Linked DNA regions of Zea mays: region 2 is linked to region 1. A link is a contact called in public Hi-C data. All regions are on one chromosome and are shown on one strand. The core of a region is the stretch at or near the end of the contact, and the rest is flanking DNA. Distances in the headings are between cores, read along the strand shown.

Region 1 (6,951 bases), core at 1,821-4,320:
GATGGCATCCCATCACGTGCTCCAGAGTAGAATGTGAAATGACCGTTGTGCATCTAAGCGTGGATTCACAACACGTGTCGATGCGTGTGCATCCAATATTTTTTTTGACTATTTTTAAATTGAAGCAATAATTAATATATATTATATATCTCTACAATTTTATTTTTACATTTGGAGATTATATTATTACTGTTACATACTTCCTTCATTCTTTTTTTATTTGTCACAGTTTAGTTCAAAAATGAGCTAGTGGGTGACAAATTTTTAAGAAAAGAGGTAGTATGTTTTTCCAGTGTCATGTTGAAAAGATTAAATATAATTATTAGTTCAAAAACAAGGATCTGTTTGATTCGCTGTCTAACTTGTTATACTCTGTCTAACTTTTCTGTCTAAGATTAGTTCTTCAATCGGAACGACTAACCTTAGGTAAAGTGTGGAGCAGTTACCCACGAACTAAATAAGCCCTATATTGTTTTTATCAAAATTCTCCAATATTTGCCAGTATATAGTGTGGATGTTCTTTCAAATTATTTTTCGCGAGATCTGATAGTTTCATTTATGACAGAGCAATAGAGATATGTTTGTACTAGGGATTTCTGGTTTATTAACATTAGCCTTTTCTGGATATGCTTATGTTAAGGCATTTATTGTGCATTACACAAAGTATTGATTCATGTGTTAGAAGAAGCTAGATACACAAAAGATTCACATTTCACACTACCAGAACTTGAACGTAGGCATGTTCCCCCTTTAATAGGTAAATTTACTTAGTCATAAACATTTTATCACCACTCATAATATACTTTAGGCATATAAATATTATTTTCTTATTATCATAAGCTGCTATACCTTTTTGACTGCTTTAAGCTTATAGGTTTATGGTAGTGACGAATCTAAATCTAGATGTGATAGTATTCCTTACACCCAGTCAAGACATTTCTGAAATAGTCCCATGATATAATGTTTAACAATTTGTACATCAATGCAGCATTTAGCAATGCTAAACCTTGATAGCGAGATATCACTCTTTGGTGTTTTTGATGGTCATGGAGGCAATTACACTCGGCGCCTTCTTATGTTCCATTGAATTAGACTGCTTAGGAGGAATGAGGCTACGCCAAATATTTTGTAGAATGTATCTTTAACATTGCATAAATCATTCAATTGCTTTACTTAGCAAGAGTGGTTGCCAATATATCATCATGATCGTCAGACGACGAATTTCCGGCTACCCGACCATCGAGGTGGCAACCGGCGACGCCTAAGTTGGGTAGCTGGAACAACGAGATCACCAGCTAGAAGTACAACCTGTCGATGAGCACAACCATAGCCGCAACAGTTAGTAGAAGCAGTAGACGGCCGCACACAAGTCGCTACTCAGTGGCCTCATGACTCCTCACCACGCAACCTGGCTAGCCATGCCCCGACAACACCTACCACCAGCCATAACATCGATCGCCCGATCAAATCCTGGGCCATGTCCACCTGTCGAGCTAGATCGACTTCATTAGACAATCAATTGAGCGAGAAATGCGATGCAACGACAAATGTCAGTGGATTATTGGGCAACTAACGCACGATTAATCAATGAATCGGAAGGCTTAGCTTGCAATAAGGCATATCTACATTGCTATCCTAGCGGCGAGCCGATGTGCTAGGTCCTTATCGCCCTTTGTTCTTGCCTATTATGCTCCACAACAACCCCTTCATCGTTTCGATGCGCCTCTGGTTTACTTCTGCATCTCCACACGCCTCTGATTGAGTGCTCCATTGATGGGATCTAATTCAGTTAGGCGGCCACTTTTCACTTCATGATACAAATGTGGTATATCCGTGCCCAAATAGTGTTTCACGTTTCACCGGTACACATGTTTCAGTGTTCTTTCCCTAAGATAATTACATATTGTTGATGCAATTTTTCGTGTTACCTTCTTTGGCATATCAATGTGTTGACCGAAAATGTAATCGCCATTGATGACAAGGTGTCGCGAAAGAGATAGGTATGTTCCTGATATCAACTTCGCTCTTTACAAACAACACTATTGTAATATATTATCTATGTTGCTCATGTTCTATATTTTTAAACTGACATGTACTACTATTGTAGTTGTTCAGCTAATGCTGCCACTTTTATATGTATATATCAACGTATATTGTCCTTACATATTAACAACAAATGTTGTGTTGAATGTATAAACACAACGGTCAAAGGCTCAAGCGAGTAAGTTACTAGTGCAACTACTGTTTATCGGAACTTGTATCAATGTTAGAAGTGGTGTGAACTTTGGTTGACTTTTGGATAGAAGTACTATCTGTCTGATTGGTTAACCGCACCAACTCATCTTGGATCACCTCATACGTTGACTTTATTTGGGATTATGTTTGGTTGCTTGCATGTGTGACTCACAGCCTGTATGGCTGGATGTAAAATAAGCCATTTTAAGGCTATTAATCTGCATCCACCTAAACGCTCAAAATTATCGTATCTGACTGGCCAGGGCGGCGCTAGCCTGCGCATGGACGTGCATCCATACAATCAGGTTGTATGTGTACCAGTTATATTCTAGGTCTTATAAAAGACTCGAAACAATACTTATTTTAAAAACTTTATTACAAATTATTTGTTATACATGTACACTTATGTGTTATTGGACATGATTGTATGCTAAGCTGGACATCGAGTGAGTCAACAATGCTGAGTGGTGCGAATGGATGAATGGTGGTCAGGATGATGCAGGAGACACTTTAGTGCTTATTCGTTTCACCGTTAATATATGTAGATATGGTGGTATTGAGTCGATTTAAATACATAGCAAGTTAAAATTCATTTCAATCTATTTCAATGCACTTCTATTCTCGTGAAATTCGAATAACCGAACATAGCCTTATATGAGCTGCTTATCGCCCAACATTAATGCAGCAATTGTGTTTGGACTTTGGATAGGCGAGGTTGGCCCGTAAAGCTATGAAAGTAAAACGCTCAACTTTTCATTCGATCTTGGTAGGTCCCGAGGTCCGTAATGCGCTGGTTGGCGTTTTTTTTTTTTTTTTTTTGCAAAGCTTGGGTGGGCTCTGGGCCTCTAAGTCAGAGCCTAGCTTCTGTATGTCAAATTGTTAGTGGGCTGATGCCTCCTGTTTCTGTATTGATGCTCCTCAAATCTGTGCATTCTAGTTATGCTGTTTAATCAAAATAGGGCTTTCCCGTGTGAAAATAATATTATTATTACGTAGGGAGAAATAATATTTCTGCTGGTTGTTATAAAGAAGCTATGCCTGGTTTTTTTTCCCACGACTGTACTATAGCATGTTTTTCATCAAGAGGAAGTAGAACGTTTAAGCAGTAGTACCAAGTAGGGATGACAATGAATCGTGTTCGGATTGGGTGGAGCAAAAACCCACTTGGACTACACCTGTGAAGTCTACCTAAACACGCTCGTGATCGCACCCACACGGGTGCATTCGGATCACTCGCGAGTTTTACTCAGTGCACACTTTTAAACAATAATTTAGCTATAAGCAATTAAATAGCAGCAATAATTGAGTTATATGTACGGACTTTAAACCTTTTTACGTTGAACACCAACAAAACATTTCATAAATCATTAGTCAATAGTCAAGTTACTTATTCAAAATAATTAATATTGTATCTTAATCATTTTTGTGCAAAAGAAAGAATGAACCAAATTTCGGGTTGGGTGCGGGTCACTCGCGGGTTGAAATAGAAACCCGTACCCACACCCGTGAAACTTCGGGTCTGGTGCAGGTACATCCGTGGGTCAAAATCTTCACTCATACTCGCACCCATCAGGTCACATACCCCGCGGTTTTCGGGTTTGCGGGTTGAAATTGTCATCCCTTGTATAAAGCACGGTAATTAACCAAGTACCCAAACTAGGGCCGACTCTAGGGCCTAGGCATAGGGCTACCAGGGCGACCGTCCTAGGCCCCCAAATTCTTGGGACCCATCTATTGCGGTTAATTGTATAGCTAACAAGATAGTAATGTTGAGTTAAATAATTTAATGTTTGAGTTGTGAGACATCCGGATTTAAGGACAAATCTAGATGCATCTTATATGTGCGTCAAATCTAATACCACACATTGAATGACTCAACATGGAATCCGGATTTGAGAAGAGAGCCTTTCCAGCATGGAATCCGTCTCTGCTCATAGCTGTGCCTTACCTTGAACGCCAACAGTGGTATGCCCAGGTACATTTTTTTACAGGGGAAGTTCTCAATTGTGCAGGCAGGCAAGGGAGCTCTGTATTTGTTGCCTCTGTTGTTCGGAGCAAATGGATTGGTGTAGGGTACACATTTCTCACGGGCCGGAAGCTGAAGCAAAAAACGGGGTGCTGTTTTGATCACCTCAAACTCAACGTCTCCAGCGTTGGGAACCAAGAAAAGCGCCAAAAGACGACACGACAACCCCGGTCATCCACCAAGGCAACATAATTTTCTGCCTATTGACCAATTAATAAAATAGTCATGGTCGAGAAAGGTACAATTCTAAACAATCTTTATGTATTGAAATCTTATTAAATGATTATCCTATTGGTCGAAGGAGCCGACAACTTGCATCAAGCTGAGTTCTTATTTTAGGAATAAAATGACTTATGAGATTTATTGTTTCTCGAAAGGTGATGACAGTACAAGTGCTTTAGTTCGTCAAGCTCCACTAAAAGGCAAGGGACATGTGTTGAGCACCAAAGGAGCAAGCCGGATCGTTCGGCCCGATCCACGTGAGAAAAGATACTGTTAGGGTTCTTTATTTCTTTCAGGATTTGTTAGCAAACTCTGCGCGATTTGTTTGGGAATCGGCTTGTAACGAGTGCAGATCTCCTCCTTATATAAATGAAGGGGTATGGTCGATTGGCACCATCACGATCGATCCAATCAAACCAATTTATTATATTTGCCTTGTTGTTTCCATTATACATGTCTGGCCCGGGCACGCATCGGCCCGACACGACTTCAATGTGTACTGGCACGTGCCCCGTGCCTAGTTGGGCTGGCACGAGGGCTGAACTGACAGTCTAGACACGGGACGCTAATAGCTTCACGGGCCGGGCTGGTTGCCCAGTTAGCCCGATAGTGACGTGCCGGGCCCGGACCATGAATAGAAATACAAAATCACATAATTATACATAAAAACACAGAATTATACACACAATGCATCATGGGTCTCATAATTTCATTGTACTACATAAGACATTCATCTCAACATTTATCACATAACATCACTGAACAAGACAATTAGGTAAATATATAATTAATTTGGAGCCTTAGTGTAATGTCGTCTCATTAAAAACCTTCCTAGGTAAAAACTCACACCTCATGAGAAAATCCTAGGAAGGAAAAGAGTACAACCAGCTCCTTCTAAAGTTCATAGTACAATTCACAGTACATGTCATAGGTATTATACAAAAAACACAAAAAACCAGAAGCATTTCAAGCTTGTTTGGCACTCCCTCTTTGTTCAGGAACAAGTGACTTGTACTTCTTCTTAATGCTACCTGCTGCAGATCCTCCCTCCTTTCTCTTGCTCCCTAGTGATACTTGTTGCTCATCATCTAGGTACATAGCTTCAAAAGTTGATTCAAGCTCCTTGGTTTCCTTCTCCACAGTGTGTTGCTTGTGTTGGTCAGCCAATCCCCAGTCTTTGATGCAAGAGAGCACCTCCACCATGTCTGTTGTCAGTCATCGTCGCTGCTCCTCAAGCACCCTGCTAGCTAGACTGAAAGTGGATTCTGAAGATATAGTAGACACAGGGACAGTCATAACATCTCTAGCAAGTATAGAAAGAATTGGATAAGTCTGATTATGTCGCTGCCACCAGCTAAGAATGTTGAAATCTGGACCAAACTTAGTTTCAGTGTCACTATCAAGGTAAGAAGAGAGTTCAGATAGAGAAGATGGACTACTAGTACCAAGTGTAGCTATACCTGCACCAGATACACTACCACTGGTAGTACCAGTACTGAACGTTTCATCATCATAACCTCTGAAGAATTTTATGAAACCCTCTCATTTTAGCTCTAGGATCAAGAATAAAAGCAAATGCATAGACAATGGGTATTTCTCTCTAATATTTCAGGAACTTAGATTTCATAGGAACAACTGCATGTCTTAACAATTCATGGTTCTCAAATGCATTAAGATGCCTAACATTTTTTAGAATATGATGCAACATTAAGGGTGAAGTAGGGTAATAAACACCAGACAGAGCCACAGTTGAATCATAGAATAATTGAAGAAAAGACAACAATTTTTCTGCAATACACTAGTGGTTTTCAGTCAGTAAAAAAGAACCATCACTATTGCTAGGATGGTTGGTTTTGATCCAAATAGAAAAAGTTGTTTGATAGGGAACTAGATGTTTAAGCATAAGAAAAGTTGAATTTCATCTAACATCCATGTCTACTCCGAACTTACGAGGACGGACACTAACACTTAGGCAATACTGTTTATAGGAAGCAATGCGTTGATTCGAAAAAATTAAGAATGTTATTGCAGTTCTAAAATCTTCAAGATATGGTTGTAAACGTTTCAAATAGCTCTTAGCAATCAAGTTAATAATGTGGCAAGCACAACGCTGGTGCAAGAAAATAGCCCTCAAATCATATTCATTTCTACTAGGCACAGGAATCAAATTGCCAATATAACCAGACAACAATGGTTTAAGAACACCCATCGCAATTTTATTAGATGAGGCATTATCAAGCACAATAGCAAATATCTTATCAGTAATGCCATAATCATCTGTAACCATTTGAACACGCTTAGCTATGTTATACCCAGTATGAGCTACCTCTATAGGTCTAAGACCAAGTAACCTCTTTTCTAAACACCAATCAGAGTTCACAAAATGAGCAACAACACTGATGTAATCCTCTTTAGCTTTACCAGACCAAATATCAGATGTAAGTGCAACAGATGAAACAGATTTCAGG
Region 2 (6,951 bases), core at 1,184-3,683, 68 kb after region 1:
TTAACACACCATCAAAACGAATGATTCAAATCGCTGGATAATCCTATCTCACTTAGTCAAATCCAATAGATAATATTATTTAGATCATCCTTCTCTCTCTCTTACGACCCTGCCGCCCCCAACCTCCTCCTCTCCCTCCCCTCGTATCCCCGCCACCCCTCCCCCTCCCCTCATTCGCCTCGTCGCCATCGTCGTTGACCCTCCTCTCTTCTGGATCGTAGCGTTAACACGAGCTATATATTAGTCTATTTTAGCGTTTTGGTTGTTTCTTTTTCTTTGCCCTTCCATGTCTCCATAATCATGCAACATCGTAATTCTTGCACTTCCTCCTTTCTTTAGCTATCTCCAGTAGCTCTTCTATTTCATCACATATATCAAACTCCACTCTCTGTCTATATTATAAAAATATATTTTATATGACTATATACACGATATGCTGAACACAACCTTAATATTCGTTCTTTCCATGTGTATAAACTCATCGCACCGTTTCATGTCGTTGCCTCCACCTCCGTCTCAAGGTTGCTAGATAGTAGTATACGTCCAAGTCCAAATACAATTGGATATGCTCACGCAAATGTCAAAACTTAGACCATGTTTAGATAGACTAAAAAAGATTGTAGCTGCTACAAAAATCTCAGATAGACTAAAAAAACATGGTACAGAAATCTCTTAGATAGACTAAAAAAAGATGGTAGCTGCTATAAAAATCTCTAGACGGTGCAAACAGCTTGGTTTATAGCCCGTTCGAAACTATTCAACTACCCAGATGGTCAAAAAAAGCTATTAGCCGCTCTCTTAGGCTATTGTAGCTTATGGAAAGTTTAGCTGATCTAAATGAAGTTTTACTCAAAGAACCTCTAAACGCTTATCTTTACAAGTCGTGTCTAAAGAAGTCTATTATATTAAAAAAATAGATTGATGATATTTTTTCCCGAACAGATCCCGTGGAGAAAAATCTGCATGAAAATATATATCCGAAAAGTTATGTTTAAAAACCGTACTAAAAGTTTAAAGTAAAAACATTGCTTCAAGGGATCAAGTAGTATATAATTTAAGTAGTCTCTACTCACTACCGGAATCAGCAGCTTTATCGAGTGTCTAAAACACTCGACAAAGCTTGAAAAACACTCGGCGAAGGCTTTCCTGGGTGTAACAATCAGTAAAGAAAGTTCGGTGAACTGTACATCGATAACAACTTATTTGTCGAGTACTTTTTATCGGACACTCGACAAAGACTTTGCCGAGTGTCAACCTATAATCGGTAAATAAAAGTCCCCGTCACGGCGACGGAGCCTGTGCCGAGTGCCCACAGAGTGGCACTTGGCAAAGGCTCACTCTTTGCCGAGTGTCCACTCTACTACATTAAGAATCAGTTTCCACGATTGTATGATCCTCGTGCTCCATACGTTTAAATGTAAAATTTTTAAAATTATGTACAAATGAGGATTTAAACTATAGTTGTTGGCTTTTAAATCTAGATTCACGTAGAACACATATATTTTTATATTTTATACTTCCTATTTATAAATGAAAACCGCAACAATATACTCTCACTAGCAGGCAGATAGTAAAACCCAGAGTTACGATGGGAAATAAAATTTAGGAAAATAAGTACGGAGCACGTTGGACGGTGCGCGATAGCGAGCAATGGTACGTGGGCGCCCGTGCGCCAATCCGCCAACCAGAAAGAAGGCGCTACTGTGGTTTGGATCTGGCACGCAGTTTTCCTGTGGATTTATGGCGGTAATACTAATACATACAGCGTCCGCGGCACACCTAGTCATCAAAACAGTCGGCACTCCGGCAGTGGTCCGGTGCGCGCGCTCGCCCCTGCCTGCTGCGTGCGCAAGCAAGATGGCCAATGGCAGCGGCAGCCACTGCTAGTAAGTTACAGTACGTGCAATATTTCGGTGCAAGGCGGCGGCGTTCGCGTACCATACCAGGCGCGGAAGCCAGGCCCGCTGCTGGAACACCAAACTCATCAGCAGGCAGGATCCCGGCTCACCAGCCGACCGGCACCGAGGCCGACGACTGCTCCACCACCACCAAGTCACCAACCCATTGGGCATTGGGCCTTGGTCTGCCTTCCTCGCCGCGTCGGCGGGCAGCTTCCCTTCCCCACCGGCCACCACCAGCAGGCAGCAGCAGCAGCAGCTGCAGGACACACACCACCTTTCCACAAGTTCCCTTTGGCTTTCCTCCCTCGCCGCGGCGTTTACCATCCGCTCGCGTCCCCGACCTTTCCTCGCTTCCACACGCGGCGGGCCCCAGCCGTGGCAAACCTGGGCTGGGAGGGGGAGCGACTAGGACTACTACTTTTCAGGGCCCCTGCCCCTGCCCGTGGAGACTACTCAGCGTCTGGAGCGCTATAAATCCGCGTCACCGTCCGTTGCTTCTTCTTCCACATCCGTCTTCCTCCTGTAACCAGATCTGAACCCGCGGCGACAGAAACAAACGCTCGCTCGCTCGTTCGTTGTCCGTTCATTGTCTTCGCCGGCGCCGAGGGACCCTGAGAGGGCAGGCGGGCGAGATGGCGGGCGGCGGCGTTGAGGACGTGTACGGCGAGGACCGCGCTACCGAGGAGCAGCTGATCACGCCGTGGGCCTTCTCCGTCGCAAGGTCCCATCGATTCGGATCCATTCCCATGCTCACGATCTCGTCTTCTTCCACCTCTCTCTCTCTCTCGGCTCTCGCCCTCGCGCGCCGCCTGCCTACGCTAACCAAACATTCCTCTCCACGTTATGCGAAAGCTGCCTTTTCTTTTGCCGTCTTCGTCCAAACATCTTCGATTCGTCGCCATTCGCCACAGTTTTGCACATTTTTTTTCATCAATTATTATTATTCTTATGGTATACAGTAGTATTGTACAGTAGACCGACACCAGTCAGCGATTTCTTCCAGCGTATAATATATTATGCGCGCGTAAAAGCGTATCTGACGAAGTTTGCATGTCATGATCTGACGATCGGTTTCTTTTTCCCTCCTCCTCCTCCATCCAGCGGCTACACCCTGCTGCGCGACCCGCGGCACAACAAGGGCCTGGCCTTCTCGGAGGCGGAGCGCGACGCGCACTACCTCCGGGGCCTGCTGCCGCCGGCGCTGGCGTCGCAGGAGCTGCAGGAGAAGAAGCTCATGCAGAACCTGCGCCGGTACGAGCAGCCGCTGCACCGCTACATCGCCATGATGGACCTGCAGGAGCGCAACGAGAGGCTCTTCTACAAGCTCCTCATCGACAACGTCGAGGAGCTGCTCCCCGTCGTCTACACGCCCACCGTCGGCGAGGCATGCCAGAAGTACGGCAGCATCTACCGCCGCCCGCAGGGGCTGTACATCAGCCTCAGGGACAAGTAATTCACTCTCTCTGTTCTACTCTATCTCTCCTTCTCCGTCTCTTTCTTCTGTGTTCTTCCTCCATTGCTCTGTACTTATTCATGCGCGCTGCCTTTTCAACCAGGGGCAAGATCCTCGAGGTGCTCAAGAACTGGCCCGAGAGGAGCATCCAGGTCATCGTCGTCACCGACGGCGAGCGCATCCTCGGCCTCGGTGATCTCGGTTGCCAGGGGATGGGAATTCCCGTTGGCAAGCTCTCCCTCTACACTGCCCTCGGAGGTGTTCGCCCGTCAGCTGTAAGTGCTGCTCACAATGCTCATTCTTCAGTATTACTACTCTGTCGGAATAAACTTGTAGCACTAGTCGTAGTAGGAAAGATTTGGAATCGATTTTTTTTCTTCAGTATTACTACTACTTCAGTATTATTGGTCGTAATAATGTTTACGCTGCTGCAGTGCCTGCCCATCACAATTGATGTCGGCACCAACAACGAGGCCTTGCTCAAGGACGAGTTCTACATCGGCCTCCGCCAGAGGCGTGCCACCGGCGAGGTCAGCAACTCATCTGCAATCCCCTCCATTGATTTAGTTCTACCCCTACATGGCTGTTCTGTTCACCCACTTGCAGCTGGTGATTTTGTTGAACCTGTAACCAGTCTCTTGTCTGGATTATTGAGACGTGGCTTGTGTTTTTGATGGTTCACAGGAGTACCATGAACTTCTTGAAGAGTTCATGACCGCCGTCAAGCAAAACTACGGCGAGAAGGTCCTCACCCAGGTCAGTCTCAGTGGACCAGCCACAGATACTACCAGCTGTTGGTTTTCGCCTTTTTGGCCGAACTTTCTCTCATCCTGGATCTGAAATGGATGTTCTTTTTGACCTCTGACCGTGCAGTTCGAAGACTTCGCCAACCACAACGCCTTTGACCTGCTCGAGAAGTACAGGGAGAGCCATCTCGTCTTCAACGACGATATCCAGGTAGGCTAGGCTTTCCTTGTGACAGCGCATCACAGGCAAACAGTAGCACCATGGATGCCAAGTTCAGAACAGGGGCCTGCCTGTTTTGTGCTCGTTCCGTCGTCCGTTTCTTTCCACCGTGCTGAACGAAAACGATGCGGATGTGTGTGATTGCTGCAGGGAACAGCATCCGTGGTCCTCGCTGGCCTCCTGGCGGCGCTCAAGGTGGTCGGCGGGACACTGGCGGACCACACTTACCTGTTCCTCGGCGCCGGCGAGGTCGGTCGATTTGACTTGCTAGTATACTGCATCAGTGTTACCCTATCTTTTCTTTGCCGATCAAAGCTTCGGATCACTCGCGGCCTCATTCTTTTCTCTGATTACGTTGTGTTTGTTCATCTGCAGGCCGGGACTGGCATTGCCGAGCTCATTGCTCTCGAGATGTCCAAACATGTAAGCAACTAATTTGCCACTCTGTCCAATGATCGATCTATGGTTTCTTACTCTTCTTGATGGGAAAAAAAAAGAATTACCGTTCCCGATGTGTTGATTGTTCCAAATACAAATTAACATAACAATAAATATAAGCAGACTGGGTCTCCGATCGAAGAGTGCCGCCCGAAGATCTGGCTGATGGACTCCAAGGGCCTGATCGTGGCGTCACGGAAGGACTCGCTGCAGGCGTTCAAGAAGCCATGGGCGCACGAGCACGAGCCCGTGGCGACCCTGCTGGAGGCCGTGCAGTCCCTGAAGCCGACGGTGCTGATCGGCACCTCGGGCAAGGGCGGCACCTTCACCAAGGAGGTGGTGGAGGCGATGGCGTCCCAGAACGAGAAGCCGGTCATCTTCGCGCTGTCGAACCCGACCTCGCACTCGGAGTGCACGGCGGAGCAGGCCTACACCTGGACCAAGGGCCGCGCGGTGTTCGCGAGCGGCAGCCCCTTCGACAGCGTGGAGCTGGACGGCAAGGTGCTGGTGCCGGGGCAGTCCAACAACGCCTACATCTTCCCGGGGTTCGGCCTCGGCGTCGTCATCTCCGGCGCCATCCGCGTCCGCGACGACATGCTGCTGGCCGCCTCGGAGGCGCTGGCGGAGCAGGTAACCGAGGAGCACTTCGCCAAGGGGCTCATCTTCCCGCCCTTCACCAACATCCGCGCCATCTCCGCGCGCATCGCCGCCAAGGTGGCTGCCAAGGCCTACGAGCTCGGCCTCGCCAGCCGCCTGCCACGCCCTGACGATCTCGTCAAGTACGCTGAGAGCTGCATGTACACCCCCATCTACCGCAGCTACCGGTAAGGAAAGGACCATGGCCGGGGCGGCGGCCTGAGCAAAAGGAAAGGAAACGGGTAAATTATGAGTCAGTGAGTGAATAAAGGGTCGATGCGATATTTGTTGCAGCTAGAGGAGTGAGTTTACACATACTTTCATTTCTATACACTGTATTTCTGTGTACCGTATACGGCATACCATACAACACTACTACATACTCGTCAGTCATTTCAATACAGTTAATGTACCTGGTTAGAACGCTATCACTCTATATTTACCTAGAGCCATCTCAGTGTCAAATTTGTTTTTATATAAAATAAATAAAATTGCATAATTTATAATTAAGCAAATAAAATTTCATAATTTATTAAATAATTAAAATTATGTAACTTGCATACAAATAAAAAAATAATTTATAAATAAATTTACTTAATTTAAACATAAAAATAAAAAGCATATAATTCATAAATAAAACCTAATTTATAGTTGGATTCTAGAATTATTTTGAACTTTTAAATCTTTTCAAAATTTTCAACCTTGTTCGCAATCTCTCTTGATGAGTGTATTGTTAATACCACCTCACAAACATAAAGAAGCAACAAAGAAAGGATAACTCATCTCAATGGCAGAAGGCTAAACAAAAAAGCCAAGATAAGGTCATTAGAAATGAGAAAAACTTGGTTGCCAAAGATATAAGGCAACGACTCAATAAAAATAAGAAAAAAATGGCTAGCCCTCAAGAAGGGACTAAGAAAGGCTCAATACCACTAGCCAATAATCTAAGCAAAAGATGAAGGATGTCGATAACTTTAAAAGCAAAAACAAATCCCTCTAGAAAGAGACAAAGGCTCAACAGGACTAGCAAAAACATTTCCTCTTAAACTCCCCCTATCAAAAGCACCCCCCTAAAAAATGTACAAATCCTTGCAAATGAATGCACTATCAACATGATGCTTGTGTATGTGTATAATTCCCCTCTTAATGATAAATGCACTCAACAAGCACTGTCCACATGCACAAAAACCGGCCCAGGAGAGATGCATAAATTAACCTCTATTGGGCTCACGTCTTCGGCTCTGGATTTCTTTATTGGTCTTCGCTTCAGGATTGCATCTGGCAAAAGTCCGAAGCTTCTTCATTCGTAGCTTCGGAACTGGTTCATCCTTCTCCCAGACCGCGCCTTTCATACCGTGCACACTTTCATCGCAAGTCTGAAGGTTCCTGTGACAATATATTATACTTGGAAAGCATGTTAGTCGTGTTTTTGAGGACCTTCGAAAGACGAAGGCCCCCAACACCACCAAGGAATCAAAATCTTCTGCATATTTCTTCATGATGCAGTGTGTGCTGTTATCTTTTGCTAAGGTTTATCTTTATGGTTATGTTATCGAA

What was found. A called contact is a pair of places that touch in the nucleus more often than the background predicts.
Region 2: a Hi-C map of ear shows a contact between it and region 1, with 1.8 times the contacts expected there. The contact joins the promoter of LOC100284598 here to the enhancer-like site in region 1. A contact is called at or near these places in 5 of 25 Hi-C or Micro-C datasets (ear, endosperm, leaf and 1 more).

Annotation. Positions count from the first base shown.
Region 1 is chr6:140,961,466-140,968,416 of Zm-B73-REFERENCE-NAM-5.0, forward strand. No RefSeq gene overlaps it. Among protein-coding and RNA genes, the nearest start is that of LOC100284398, 56 kb to the left of the region's middle. Within about 2 kb of position 3,071, at least 8 of the 20 cell types and tissues checked have an H3K27ac peak or open chromatin away from gene starts, as enhancers often do. A contact at or near this core is called in ear, where this site is marked.
Region 2 is chr6:141,029,731-141,036,681 of Zm-B73-REFERENCE-NAM-5.0, forward strand. It overlaps LOC100284598 (NADP-dependent malic enzyme), which reads left to right and starts at 2,434. Exons shown (of 9, transcript NM_001157493.1): 1 at 2,434-2,622; 2 at 3,003-3,350; 3 at 3,458-3,629; 4 at 3,789-3,884; 5 at 4,039-4,110; 6 at 4,228-4,311; 7 at 4,471-4,569; 8 at 4,696-4,743; 9 at 4,882-5,772. The coding sequence starts at 2,534. The coding sequence ends at 5,586.